Regions from separate parts of the Mus musculus genome. Here regions 1 and 2 are each linked to region 3. A link is a contact called in public Hi-C data. All regions are on one chromosome and are shown on one strand. The core of a region is the stretch at or near the end of the contact, and the rest is flanking DNA. Distances in the headings are between cores, read along the strand shown.

Region 1 (3,867 bases), core at 1,067-3,566, 330 kb before region 3:
GGAGGCAGAGGCAGGTGGATTTCTGAGTTCGAGGATAGCCTGGTCTACAAAGTGAGTTCCAGGACAGCCACGGCTATACAGAGAAACCCTGTCTTGAAAAAAAAACCAAAACAAACAAACAAACAAAAAGAATAAATAAATAAACATTCTCACTACAGAAGTAATAATGTCCAAGGAGAGTAACATGGAGAGCGAAGGCAATGGGATCCCCGTGTACACAGAAGCCTGGTGGACATGAAGACATGAAAAGCACCCAGAATGAAGGCTGGCAAGATGGTTCCATAGCCCAAGCGCTTGCCTCGCAAACCTGAGGACCTCATTCCCATCCCGTGATAGGCTGACTAGACTTGGTCCAAGGATTAACTCGTGGCACTGTTCACACTACCCTTTGTCCTATGTACCCCTTGGGCATAACAGGAGCAGTCATCTGACCAACCCTAGGCATCTCAGGCTTTGTTGGCTAGGAGGGCGGCGTGCTGGCTGCCCAGGCCACTCCCCTGCCTTCCATCCTTGCCTACCTTGATCCTGGCTCAGCATGGATAGCTACTACAGTCAGGATCTCTACCTTGCATTTTCATTCCTGCTGAGATGGACAAATGGCATATGCTGCCCCTACCTGTCCACTCTGTAGACATGCTTTATCAACTGAACTGGCTGGTTTTGTGTGTCAACTTGACACAAGCTGGAGTTATCACAGAGAAAGGAGCCTCCCTTGAGGAAATGCCTCCATGAGATCCAGCTGTGAAGCATTTTCTCAATTAGTGATCAAGCCTGGGAGAACCCATTGTGGGTGGTGCCATCTCTGGGCTGGTAGTCTTGGGCTCTATAAGAAAACAAGCTGAGCAAGCCAGGGGAGGCAAGCCAGTAAGTCACATCCCTCCATGGCCTCTGCGTCAGCTCCTGCTTCCTGACCTGCTTGGGTTCTAGTCCTGACTTCCTTTGGTGATGAACAGCAGTATGGAAGTGTAAGCTGAATAAACCCTTTCCTCCCCAACTTGCTTCTTGTTCATGATGTTTGTGTAGGAATAGAAACCCTAATGATGCTTGAAGACATGAATATACATGCATGATCCAGGTGCAGGGTTTCATAAAGACAACTCAGAGTCTTTCAGTTGCCTCATGAACTTTGGCCATGTTCACCCTCCTCCCCTTTCACCCCCCCTTCCTTCTTCTCACCCTGCCTACCCTGTTCATTTTCTTTCCTCAGTTGCTTGCTGCTCCTGGAACTGCTAGCTGGGTACGTTGTGAAGGAAATCGCCTGCTCCAGTTGTAGTGGAGCTGAGTGGAAGGTAGTAGAATTCATTCATTTCAGTCTAAGAAAGGGAAATGTAGCCCTTTCGGGAAGACATAAAGTTCTGGCCTCACTGATATAAATGAATAAAATTTACTCTGTAGAACCACATGAAAATTACATGCAAATGGAAAACTCATGAACTATTGCCTTTTAAGAGAGATTTTCATAAATTCTTGATTTTAAAACAACTGAAAAGGAACTGCTAAGAGCCATGTGTGAGGTGGGTGATTTATGTTGCATTTATTAGAAATTAGGGATTGCAAAGAGGTATTAAACAAAGTAGTGCTTTAAACGAGCTCAGCCAAGTAACTCATGACTTAACTGCAGCTTAGGAAGCCTTGGTTACTTATACATTTCTGCGTAGAGATAGTAAATATGTATTCAGCGTTGTGGGTTTTATTCCCATAGACTCTTCAACAATTTAGGTTTATCTTCAACACATAAATGTGCCTGGATAAATCATTCAAGTCACCTGTGATTTGGTCTCATGCTTCAATAATAAGTACTTTGGTATGTTTTGTCCCCCTTCATCCATCACTCCTGCTCTCTCTTTTTGAGGCAAACTTGCCCCTCTCTCTTGAACCATGAAATATTTAGATAGCTTAAAGCATACACACACATGCACGCACACACACAAGCACACACACACAAGCACACACACATACAAGCACACACACATACAAGCACACACACACAAGCACACACACATACAAGCACACACACACACACTGCTCTTTGTGGGGAGTAGGCACATGAGGACACAGCCTTGCCTGTGCCCCATTGTTATTTGTAGTTAAGAGTAAAATCCCCAAAGTAGAAAAGTACCTAGCAGTAAACTCAATTAAGAATAAAGATGCCTCATGGTGTGTGTATTCATGGACAAGTCACTTAGTGGTTTTATTTTAAGACCACAATGAGGTAAGTATGTTAAAAAGTGACTAAAAGAATGTAGAGAAGCCACAACAGAGAGTTTCCAATCCTCTGGGCTCTCTGCACGCTTCATTGGAGAGTTCAGGGTGGTATTTCCTGGATGAACAGACAAGAGAATAGAGGAGCCTGTGGCCTGTGAGCATGAGTTGATCAAGATGACTGTCCCAAGCTGGTCCCCATCAGTTCTGTCCTTGAAGCATACAGAGAGGGCAGAGGTAGCCCTCCACCCTCCAGACTTAACTACTGCACGAATCTCATCCTGTCTGCGGGAGGCACTCCACAGATGTCTTTGCAACATACAGAGTGTGCTTTCCCCTGTCTAGATTCAGTCATGGTGTTGTATAGACCCTGTTATCAAATGATAGGTCCCAGGGTTCTAGCATGACCTGTCTCTGTAGGTGAAATCAAAAGAAGTTTCTGAGAGCAATACCAGGACCCTGTCTCAAAAGCAGCAGGGATTATTTTTGTCAACCTAGCAATGGCTTCACAAAATATATTGTCCATCCTCCAGACACACTCTTTCTGTCTGTCTCTGTCTCTGTCTCTGTCTCTGCCTCTGCCTTTGCCTCTGTCTCTGCCTCTGTCTCTCCATCTCTCTGTCTCTCTCCCGTGTGTGTGTGTGTGTGTGTGTGTGTGTGTATGTATGTGTGTGTGTGTGGGTGTTTATAGGCTAAATGGAATCCTTAAGGGACATCTGCCTTAATTTTTGAGACATTTGAGTCTCTCAGCTACCTGTAGATTGACATCCATGGAATCTGAGGAATGAACCTGCATCTAGTCCCTATCACCAGGATTACAAAGACATATTACTACCACCCTGCCTGGCTTTTGACATGTGTGTAACAAGGAGCAAATCTCAGGTCCCCATGCTTTACAAATGGAACTATCTCCTCTGCCCCTGACTGACTTCTTCATTCAGCTAGACATGTCTGCTAGGATAGACCTGAATGAGAGCAGCTGAGATGGGCTGGGATCATCAAAAAGAAGAATATATTTCTAGTCACCTCAACACTGAGAACTGTGAATGAAGAGACCCTGTGGTTGGTTCATAGGAGATCAATCTGTAGAGATCAACAGAACTTCACCTAAGCCATCCGGTGAGGTAGACAGCTACCACCTAAGGTCTTAGCAGAATCCTGCATTGCTAGATGTATCCAGTTTCTGGGAGAGTACACAAGGTGCTGAGCTTTAGTCAAGGCTGTGCTTTTCTGAGCAGCTGATGATGAGTGTTTAGTTTTTACTTGACTTTTCTGTCTTTCTGTCTTCCTGTTTTACACCTGCCTGCCTGCCTGCCTTCCTTCCTTCCTTCCTTTCTCTCTTCCTTCCTTCCTTCTTTTTCCTTCCTTCCTCCCTCCCTTCTTTCCTTCTTCCCTTCTTTCCTTCCTTCTTTCTTTCTTTCTTTCTTTCTTTCTTTCTTTCTTTCTTTCTTTCTTTCTTTCTTATTTCCTTCCTTCCTTCCTTCCTTCCTTCCTTTCTTTCTTTCTTTCTTTCTTTCTTTCTTTATTTCCTTTCTTTCCTTCCTTCCTTCCTTCCTTCCTCCCTCCCTCTCTCCCTTCCTTCCTTCCTTCCTTCCTTCCTTCCTTCCTTCCTTCCTTCCTCCCTCCCTCCCTCTCTCCCTTCCTTCCTTCCTTCCTGTCTCTCTT
Region 2 (4,206 bases), core at 673-3,172, 350 kb before region 3:
CACAACATGCATGTTAACACGCAGATGATCAGATAACCATTCATATACACACACGTGTGATCATGCAATCATGAGTGTGTATACACAGGTGTTCACGCAAGCATAAATGTGCACATAAAACACATATGCATACAGTATATACGTATTCACATACTGAAGATACTTTTAAGGGTAGAAAAATTATAGATAGTAAGAAATCAGACCTGGGTGAAGGCAGGCACTGAAGCCAATGTGCTGTATGCAGAGACCAAAGCTCCCAATGGCCTCCAGTAAAGGTTCACTGTGAATTTTAGCTTGACTGGGCATGGGATCAACTAAGAGAGAGACATGTCTGTGGGAAGATCCGTGAAGGTGATTGCAATAACAGCTGAGGCAGCAATGCATCCATGCATTCATGGATACATACACAACATACATACACAACATACATACATACATGTATGCATACATACACAACATATATACATACATGCATACAGGTACAACATACTTACATACATACATGCATGCATACATACACATCATAATATATACATACATGCATATATGCACGCATATATACACAATATACACACATATATGCATATATACATGCATACATTCATATCCCACAGAGAAGCCTAATGCTTGTCTGCCTTTGCTGCCTGCTGGAGAGTGCATAGATCCTGCTGCTGCTGCTGCCACTGCTGCTGCCGCCATTGCTGTCACCTTTCACTGCTATCAGAAGTCAGGTACTTAGTCCTTCCAGGGCGGACTGAGTCCTAGAGGCTTTCCAGCAGTCTTTGGGCATACAGTGACAGGCTGGAACTGCTGCTAAGGTTTCTGGCCTCATGAGTGCAGCAGGTACCAGATTCTCAAACCTCTCACCATTCCCGTGGGCACTGTTGAACTCTCAGGCCCATACTGTGTGAGCCAATATAGCAAACTTATTGTACAACACCTTCATTCTTTCCACTATTTTCCTCTAGGGAACCCTGATTTATTCAGTCTTATTGGTGTGGCATTAATATGGCCACCAAAGGAACAAGAGACAGAACTTTTGGTCAGCTTGCTGATCTGCAGAGGAATTCAGACTTTCTGAATACAGCTAGAATGTCTGAAGGAAGAGGAGCCTCAGAAACACAGGCTGCCTGCATGCAAGGGAGCTGAGGGGACACCTCTCCTACATCTTCTTTCCAACTGCGGTCATTACAATCTCCCAAGAACACGGCGTGGAAAGCTTGGTGTGGTGTGTGTTGGGGTGGGGCTCAGTGGGCGCCACCCTGTGCTCCAGGATCATCCGAGTAAGGCACTGTGTATGGCAGTTCTTAGAAGCTAGACTGGTACATTTTGTATAAATCCCCTCTGCTTGACCAGTCTCAATTATGTTGAGGAACAAGAACAATCTGTGAAATCTGGCCAAATATCAGTATGTATGTGCACATGTGCATCCATCCACCACTGGGATGCACCAGGGAAAGCAGTTACTCACTGAAAGTGGGAAGCAGAAGCGATGGTGATTTATTTCTGTTTTCAAAGACTTGAGACACCATAAAGAGCAGAATAAAAATGGCCAAGGAAATGGAGACAGTATGAGGGGAGAGAAGAGCAAGGCAGACTGACAGAGTATTTCAGAACTGATTAAAATAAACGAGGCCAAACATACCCATGGAAAGAAGTAGAGTGTTGCCATTAAAGGAGCAAGCAAAACAAATGTCACTCTAAACTGCTATATGTGGCAAACGATCTCCCATAATCAAGAGTAAAATAGCTGTGCATTTCAAAAGAACAAGAACTGAAGGGATTCATAATCCCCATGTTCTCTCCAAAGGTACTTGGAGGAAAGAAAGTAAAACATCCAGGAGTGGGGTGCGAGCAGCTGATCTAGCCAGCCTTGGCTGCAGCAGGACAATCAAGATGTCAGACTTAATCTACTACTAAGAGTATGAGGTACTACACATTGCCACAGCAGGGCATCCTGTGAGCTGATAGCCCCAGGGCTGCCTTGTACTTGAGAAGACATTGTGTCTGTTGAACTTTAGACTCACCATTCTAATTGGAGACATCAAGCAAATTAGAGAAAACTAAACATGATACAGAGAGCAGAAAGAGAAAAAGCAAGAGTTCAAAGGGAGAAAGTAGGATTGAAATGTGATAGCAATCTTAGTGCACAAACATACCGGATAAAAAAAGATTTCCAGATGGGAATTAAAAAAAAAATCAAATTATATGTCCTGTGCATGAGTTTTGCCTACAGCCTAGTTATGCAGAAATGCTCAGGTAATTAATTGAAAAATGGATGCCAGGCGAAGAACAACCACAGGACGCCAAGCATAGCAGTATTAATACCAGAGAAAAGAGCCAAAAGGCAAAAACCACAATTACAGATGAAGAGGGCCATTATGTCTTGATTTAAGTTTAAATTTCCCAGAGGGTTATAAAAAGTCTAAATATTTATGGATGTAATAAAATAGCCAAAGACATTTTAAAAAGTGACAGAATTATATGGAGATATAGGCAAATCCATTAATAGATTGAATCTACTCATATAAGTTGGTTAGAGATTGATAAATCAGACAGGAAATATTTAGTACAGAGAAAAATATTTGAGCCATATAATTAACAAGCCAGGATTCATAGGCATTCGAGGAAAATTCAATAATTTCAGAACCATTATTTTCATTGCTACAAAGACAATTTATGTAAATATCATGCCTGTGTCACAAAAATAAGACTAAGTGAATTTTAAAGAATTAAATTAGAGCAGGTCACGTTCTCTGATTACAATGCAGTCAATTGTATATCAACAAGAAGACCAAAAGCATTAATGATAAACATCCTTAAAATTGAATGCATTCCAAAGGTTTTTTAACTTCTGCTTCGGATATCAGTCAAAACATAGTTATGAAAGAGATGGCTCATCAGGTAACTTGATGGACAAAGCCTGAAGCCCTGGACTCAATCCTAGACACTCACATAAAGGTGGAAGGAGAGGGCCAACCCTATAAGTTGTCCTGACCTCCAACCTTGTGCTATCATGCTATTGCTTGCACAACCCCCCTCTCCATAATAATAGACAAAAATTTAAAAATGAAAACAAATCTAACAATAATGACAATGGCATCTATCAAAACAGACAAGAGCCTATGCACAAGGGAGCATGGGGAGAGAGGAAGCCAGAGCGATTCAGGAGCTTGGCTGCTCATTCGTAACAGCTCACTTTCAAAGGAACTCACCAGAGAGTTCTGAGGGTACACCTCTAGTTGCTTAACTGTCTTCTGCTAGACTCCACCCCCTAAAAGATCTACCATGGTAATAGTACTAGCATACTAGAAAAGCCAGTGCTGCCTTCCTGGCATAAAGCTCTAACACCATGTAGGCAAATTAACACAGGATGTAAGGAAAGAAAAGAAATGTAAGCTAGATAGAGCCACTGTGAGTATCCTCACCTCATCTATCATTTTAAGGAAGTCATGGAGGCAAGAGTCTGAGACATCTTGTAGCCCCACATCCATAGTCAAGAGTAGAAAAAGAACTAATAATCCATGTTGTCTGCTTGCTTCTCAACTAGCCTTCTTCATCATCTTACACAGTGCAGGGTCCAGCCTAGGGAATGATGCCTTCCAACATGGGCAGGGTCAATTAACCCATGAGGACAATCCACCATAGACCTCCATAGGCCAATCTGATTCAGATTATTCTTTAAATGTGACTCTCTTCAGAGGTGATTCTAGATTGTGTTGAGATGAAAGCTAAAATAACACAACACATAAACAGGAACCTCTAAGAACCATGCCCAGTATGTGGTGAAGCTGAGGTGAAAGAAATGACCGTGGAGTGCCTTTGGGACAGACAGAGTGGAGATTTGTGGAGGCAAACACTAAGCTGGAGCATTTAGAAGTGTGGTTTGATGCTGTCTGTGTGTAGGTGGAATGAAATCCCATCTACTGTAGATGTTTATAAGCTGTACGTTATGACAGACAACAGACAGTGGGATTTAACTTTGAGGAGCCTCAACGCAGAAGTCAAATGAGGTATATTAGTTATGCTTCCACTGTTGTGATAAAATGTGAAGGGTGTGGAAGTCAACCTCGTAAAGAGTGGGATGGAGAGTAAGGAGTAACAGGTTCCCGTGACTACTCCGGACAGTCCTGATAGGCTGTGCGTGGTATTCAATCTAAGATGGCTCCCAGCACATGGGTGAGATAGCAAAAAGAACCAAGATGA
Region 3 (4,042 bases), core at 1,043-3,542:
TCCAGTCCTGACTTCCTTTGCTGATGTACAGCAGCAATGTGGGAAGTATAAGCTGAATAAACCCTTTCCTCCACACCTTGATTCTTGGTCATGATGTTTTGTGCAGGAATAGAAACCCTGACTGAGACACATGCTGAATGCATCCTCCCTTTGCCAGCTGGAAGGTTTCTCCCCATCCAGTTCTCTTTGCTGCAGTCACAGGGCAGAGTGACAGGTCCCATTTAGATCACCAATCTCTGCTTCAGTTGCATCTTCAGCCGTCTGCACAGTCATCTGGTCTGACCGTTCTTATGCAAGAGAATCGATCACACCAAATGTGTGCTTATCTAAGAAGCTTGGTGCTTTAAATCTCAGAAACTCCCAGCTTTCCACATATCCTATGAAATACAGTTTTTGAGGAGTAGAGGAGAGATGTTCTAGAGAGCTGTCTGTCAAATGCAAAAAAGGGAGGGGCCTGAGAAATGAAGACACTGGCTAAGGCACCTGCTGCCAAGTCTGGTGACCTGAGTTCAATTCCCAGAACAACATGGTAGAAGAGAACTGACTCTTGCGCATTTGCCTAGCAACGTACTGTGGTAATGTACATATCCATAAATGTCTACACAATACGCACGCACGCGCGCGCGCGCGCGCACACACACACACACACACACACACAGAGAGAGAGAGAGAGAGAGAGAGAGAGAGAGAGAGAGAGAATATAAAGAAGATTCTGAGAACTCCAATGGTCCTGATGGAGTAGTGGTGGGAACACCATGTTGGAAGCAGAGATTCCAAATTTAAAGAGATTTTCTCTTGTCCTTTAGGCTTCACCAAGATTACAAGGAAACTATAGTGCTGAGTGGTTCCTGTTTAACTTTCTGTCTCTTTTTGTAAAGATTGTAGTAGATAATCTTCAATTCTACAGAAATTCTCTTACACTGTGAAATCAGAGACCTAAGGACGAAATGATCAGAAAGGATAGTAGTCCTGGAGTGCTGGTTTCCTATCTAGAACTAGGAATTTTTGTTCTCATTGTACAACTGTCAATATATCATGTTTATGTTTTATTTTTAATGTACTTATATTGATTAATATATTTTTGTGAACATTTATATCTATTCCAGTGAATTATATTGATTAATACTATATTTGATATATTTCCATATATAATTCTCCATCTGTCATAGTAACATTAAAATTTGTCTGTGTGACTCTTCCTGATGCTGATCAGTAGGAAAGGAGTTCAGATCACAGACTGGCACCTAGAAGCAAATTCTGCTACTGTGCTCCCTAGAAAGAAGCAGATACTGGCTTCCAGAGGAGGTGTGGGTATCCAGAGGGGATCAGCTGCTACCTGGGTTACAATGGTACTAGACCTAGGAAGACTTAGGGTTGTTGGGAAAGAAGAATACAGAGAGATCTTTCTTGGGGAAGCTAGAGACTTTCCCCGTTTTGTTTTATGAACAAAGCCTATGCATTTTGTTTATATTAATTTTGTTCTAAACATGATCTTCCCTATTGCCTCCAACACTCAGGAGTGCCAGCGTTTCTGGTTGGGTTTTCAGATTTACCAACATCTATGTCAGCCATTTATTTGTTACTGTGCTGAGTTACAAACGCTACATGTGTATTCACCTTGCCTTTGGACTGTACCTGATGTAGCTTGGTGGCTCAGGGGACAGTCAGATACAGAAACCTAAGGCGTGTGTGTGTGTGTGTGTGTGTGTGTGTGTGTGTGTGTGTGCGTGCGCACGTGTGCACGCTTGCGTGCGAGCGTGTGCATGCACAGGTGTACAACCCCTCAGAGGAAAACTTAATAAGTACATTAATCATGCTTCTAGAAGTTTCTAGAAGTATAAATCTGCATTCATAATCTAGAGGATCAACATCAGCTTCAAAGAAAGACAATAGTCATTTCTCCTTTACATGTCTCCCCACTGGGGTTGTGTGAGGGGCCTATTAGACTTCCGGGAACTTCCCAAAGCAGACTCGGAAAGTGGGTGAAGGGTGAGGATAAGTTAACACTGATCAGCCACCTAATTAGTATGGGTACTGCTCTTAAGACACATGCTTCATACATGAAAGAAACTAGCAGGTTTAATAATAAAAGTGGTGCATTCCTTGAAGTCTCTCTTCAGCAGCAGAACCTTGTGGCTTATCCAGATGGCCCATCATTCGTATTAATGACAAACTTAATTTCTTGAGTAAATTTCCACCAACTGTTCTCCCTTGATTTTTACTGCTCAGTGAAATCTATCTGGAGGAAAACTAAACAGTGCATGACCCGTATATCACAAAATGAAGGGGAGAACAGATTAAAGCTGACTCCAGTAGAAGGCGGAGCCCTGAGTGCCCGGCAGTAAGGACAGCACCGAGTCTCAATCCTTTCTGCTCACTGGAATTAAATCCCCTGCTCTGTGAAGGTGGCTGATGTCTGGGTCTGACCCCAAACCCACTAAATTGGAGTGGAGCCCGGGCTTTGATGTGTTTAAAAGCTTTCCAGGTGGCTGCAGAACACACCAAGCCAGATGAGAGAAAGGGAGCACAGCCTATTTGCCAATTTGTTCGGCATTTAATCTAGATATATGTACAAAGTGTGATGTGCTTTAGTGGGCACATGTGTGGGTGGGAGTGTGTGTGTGTGAGATAGAAGAGATAGGTAGGTAGATAGATAGATAGATAGATGTAGATGTAGATAAATGATAGGTGATTGATAGATAGATAGATAGATGATAGATAGATAGATGTAGATGTAGATGTAGCTATAGATAGATGATAGATATAGATATAGATAAATGATAGATAGATAGATAGTAGATAGATAATGTAATGAAATTTCAGATAGTGGACAGTTCACAAATATACCCAGAATATTTAACTGTCTGAGATGTTGATAGCTTTTTTCTAAGAAAACATTGAGGAGGCTGACGCCTGCTGGAGAAATGCTGAAGTAAGCTAGGCTCACAAGCTTCTCTGCAGGAGTTCCCAAGGCCTTTAAGAAGTCGGGTAGGATCCAGAGACTGCCCCACCTGGGGATCCATCCCATAGACAACCACCAAGCCCAGACACTATTGCAGATGCCAACAAGGCTTTGCTGACAGGAGCCTGATATAGCTGTCTCCTGAGAGGCTCTACCAGTGCCTGGCAAATACAGAAGTGGATGCTCACAGCCATCCATTGGACAGAGCACAGGGTCCCCAATGAAGAAGCTAGAGAAAGTATCCAAAGAGCTGAAGGGGTTTGCAGCCCTCTAGGATTAACAACAATATGAACTAACCAGTACCCCCAGAGCTCCCTGGGACTAAATCACCAATCAAAGAAAACACATGGTGGGACTCAAGGCTCTAGCTGCATATGTAGCAGAGGATGGCCTAGTCGGTCATCAATGAGAGGAGAGGCCCTTGGTCCTGTGAAGGCTCTATGCCCCAGTATAGGGGAATGCCAGGGCCAGGAAGCAGGAGTGGTGGGATGGGGAGCAGAAGGAGGGGGAAGGGTATAGGGGATTTTCAGAGGGGAAACTAGGAAAGGGGATAACATTTGAAATGTAAATAAAGAAAATATCTAATAAAAAAAAAGAAAAAAAGGATAATATGTCTTGATATACTTTCAAATAGTTGAATGACTTTTAATAACAAGTTTCATTCAAAGAAATAGTGTCATTTTACATAAGCCAAGGATCAAAAATCAAATTTAGGAAGAAATTAAAGTCTTTGTAATTCAAATCGTTTAAAATTCCAAATGCTTGTATTTCTTTTCTTTACCCTCCCCCCACCCCAGAATGACTAAAACATTCACTAAAGATTCATCTCTTTGACAGATAGCACTTTGGTTTTATAAATATGAATTAAAAAAACAAAAAGAAGTCGGGTAGGTGATGGGTCTCCAGCTTGCCTCTTCTGAACACTTCCTGTTGTCCACATTGCTGGACTTGCTTCTGCAGGGGGTCAACTGTGATCAATACATTGCATATAAAGTGGGAGCTGGCAAGGGCAGCAGGGTCCCTTACAGTTGTCCTTTTAATACTTCTGGATCTTGTCTCTTGCTCAAAGCTTCCTCCCCC

What was found. A called contact is a pair of places that touch in the nucleus more often than the background predicts.
Region 1: a contact with region 3 is called in a Hi-C map of the MNK3 cell line, with 3 times the contacts expected there. The contact joins two enhancer-like sites. A contact is called at or near these places in 1 of 15 datasets of contacts at CTCF or cohesin (the NIH/3T3 cell line), 1 of 484 Hi-C or Micro-C datasets (the MNK3 cell line) and 1 of 115 datasets of contacts at active chromatin or transcription factors (bone marrow-derived macrophages).
Region 2: a Hi-C map of the N1E-115 cell line shows a contact between it and region 3, with 2.7 times the contacts expected there. The contact joins two enhancer-like sites. A contact is called at or near these places in 2 of 484 Hi-C or Micro-C datasets (the N1E-115 cell line and nephron progenitors).

What each region holds. Positions count from the first base shown.
Region 1 is chr8:10,797,035-10,800,901 of GRCm38.p6, reverse strand. No RefSeq gene overlaps it. Among named protein-coding and RNA genes, the nearest start is that of Gm32485, 19 kb to the left of the region's middle. Within about 2 kb of position 2,316, at least 6 of the 459 cell types and tissues checked have an H3K27ac peak or open chromatin away from gene starts, as enhancers often do. A contact at or near this core is called in the MNK3 cell line, where this site is marked.
Region 2 is chr8:10,819,882-10,824,087 of GRCm38.p6, reverse strand. No RefSeq gene overlaps it. Among named protein-coding and RNA genes, the nearest start is that of Gm32485, 4.3 kb to the right of the region's middle. Within about 2 kb of position 1,922, at least 4 of the 459 cell types and tissues checked have an H3K27ac peak or open chromatin away from gene starts, as enhancers often do. A contact at or near this core is called in the N1E-115 cell line, where this site is marked.
Region 3 is chr8:10,468,756-10,472,797 of GRCm38.p6, reverse strand. All of the region lies in intron 21 of Myo16 (myosin XVI), which reads right to left. Among named protein-coding and RNA genes, the nearest start is that of Gm51561, 41 kb to the right of the region's middle. Within about 2 kb of position 2,292, at least 4 of the 459 cell types and tissues checked have an H3K27ac peak or open chromatin away from gene starts, as enhancers often do. A contact at or near this core is called in the MNK3 cell line and the N1E-115 cell line, where this site is marked.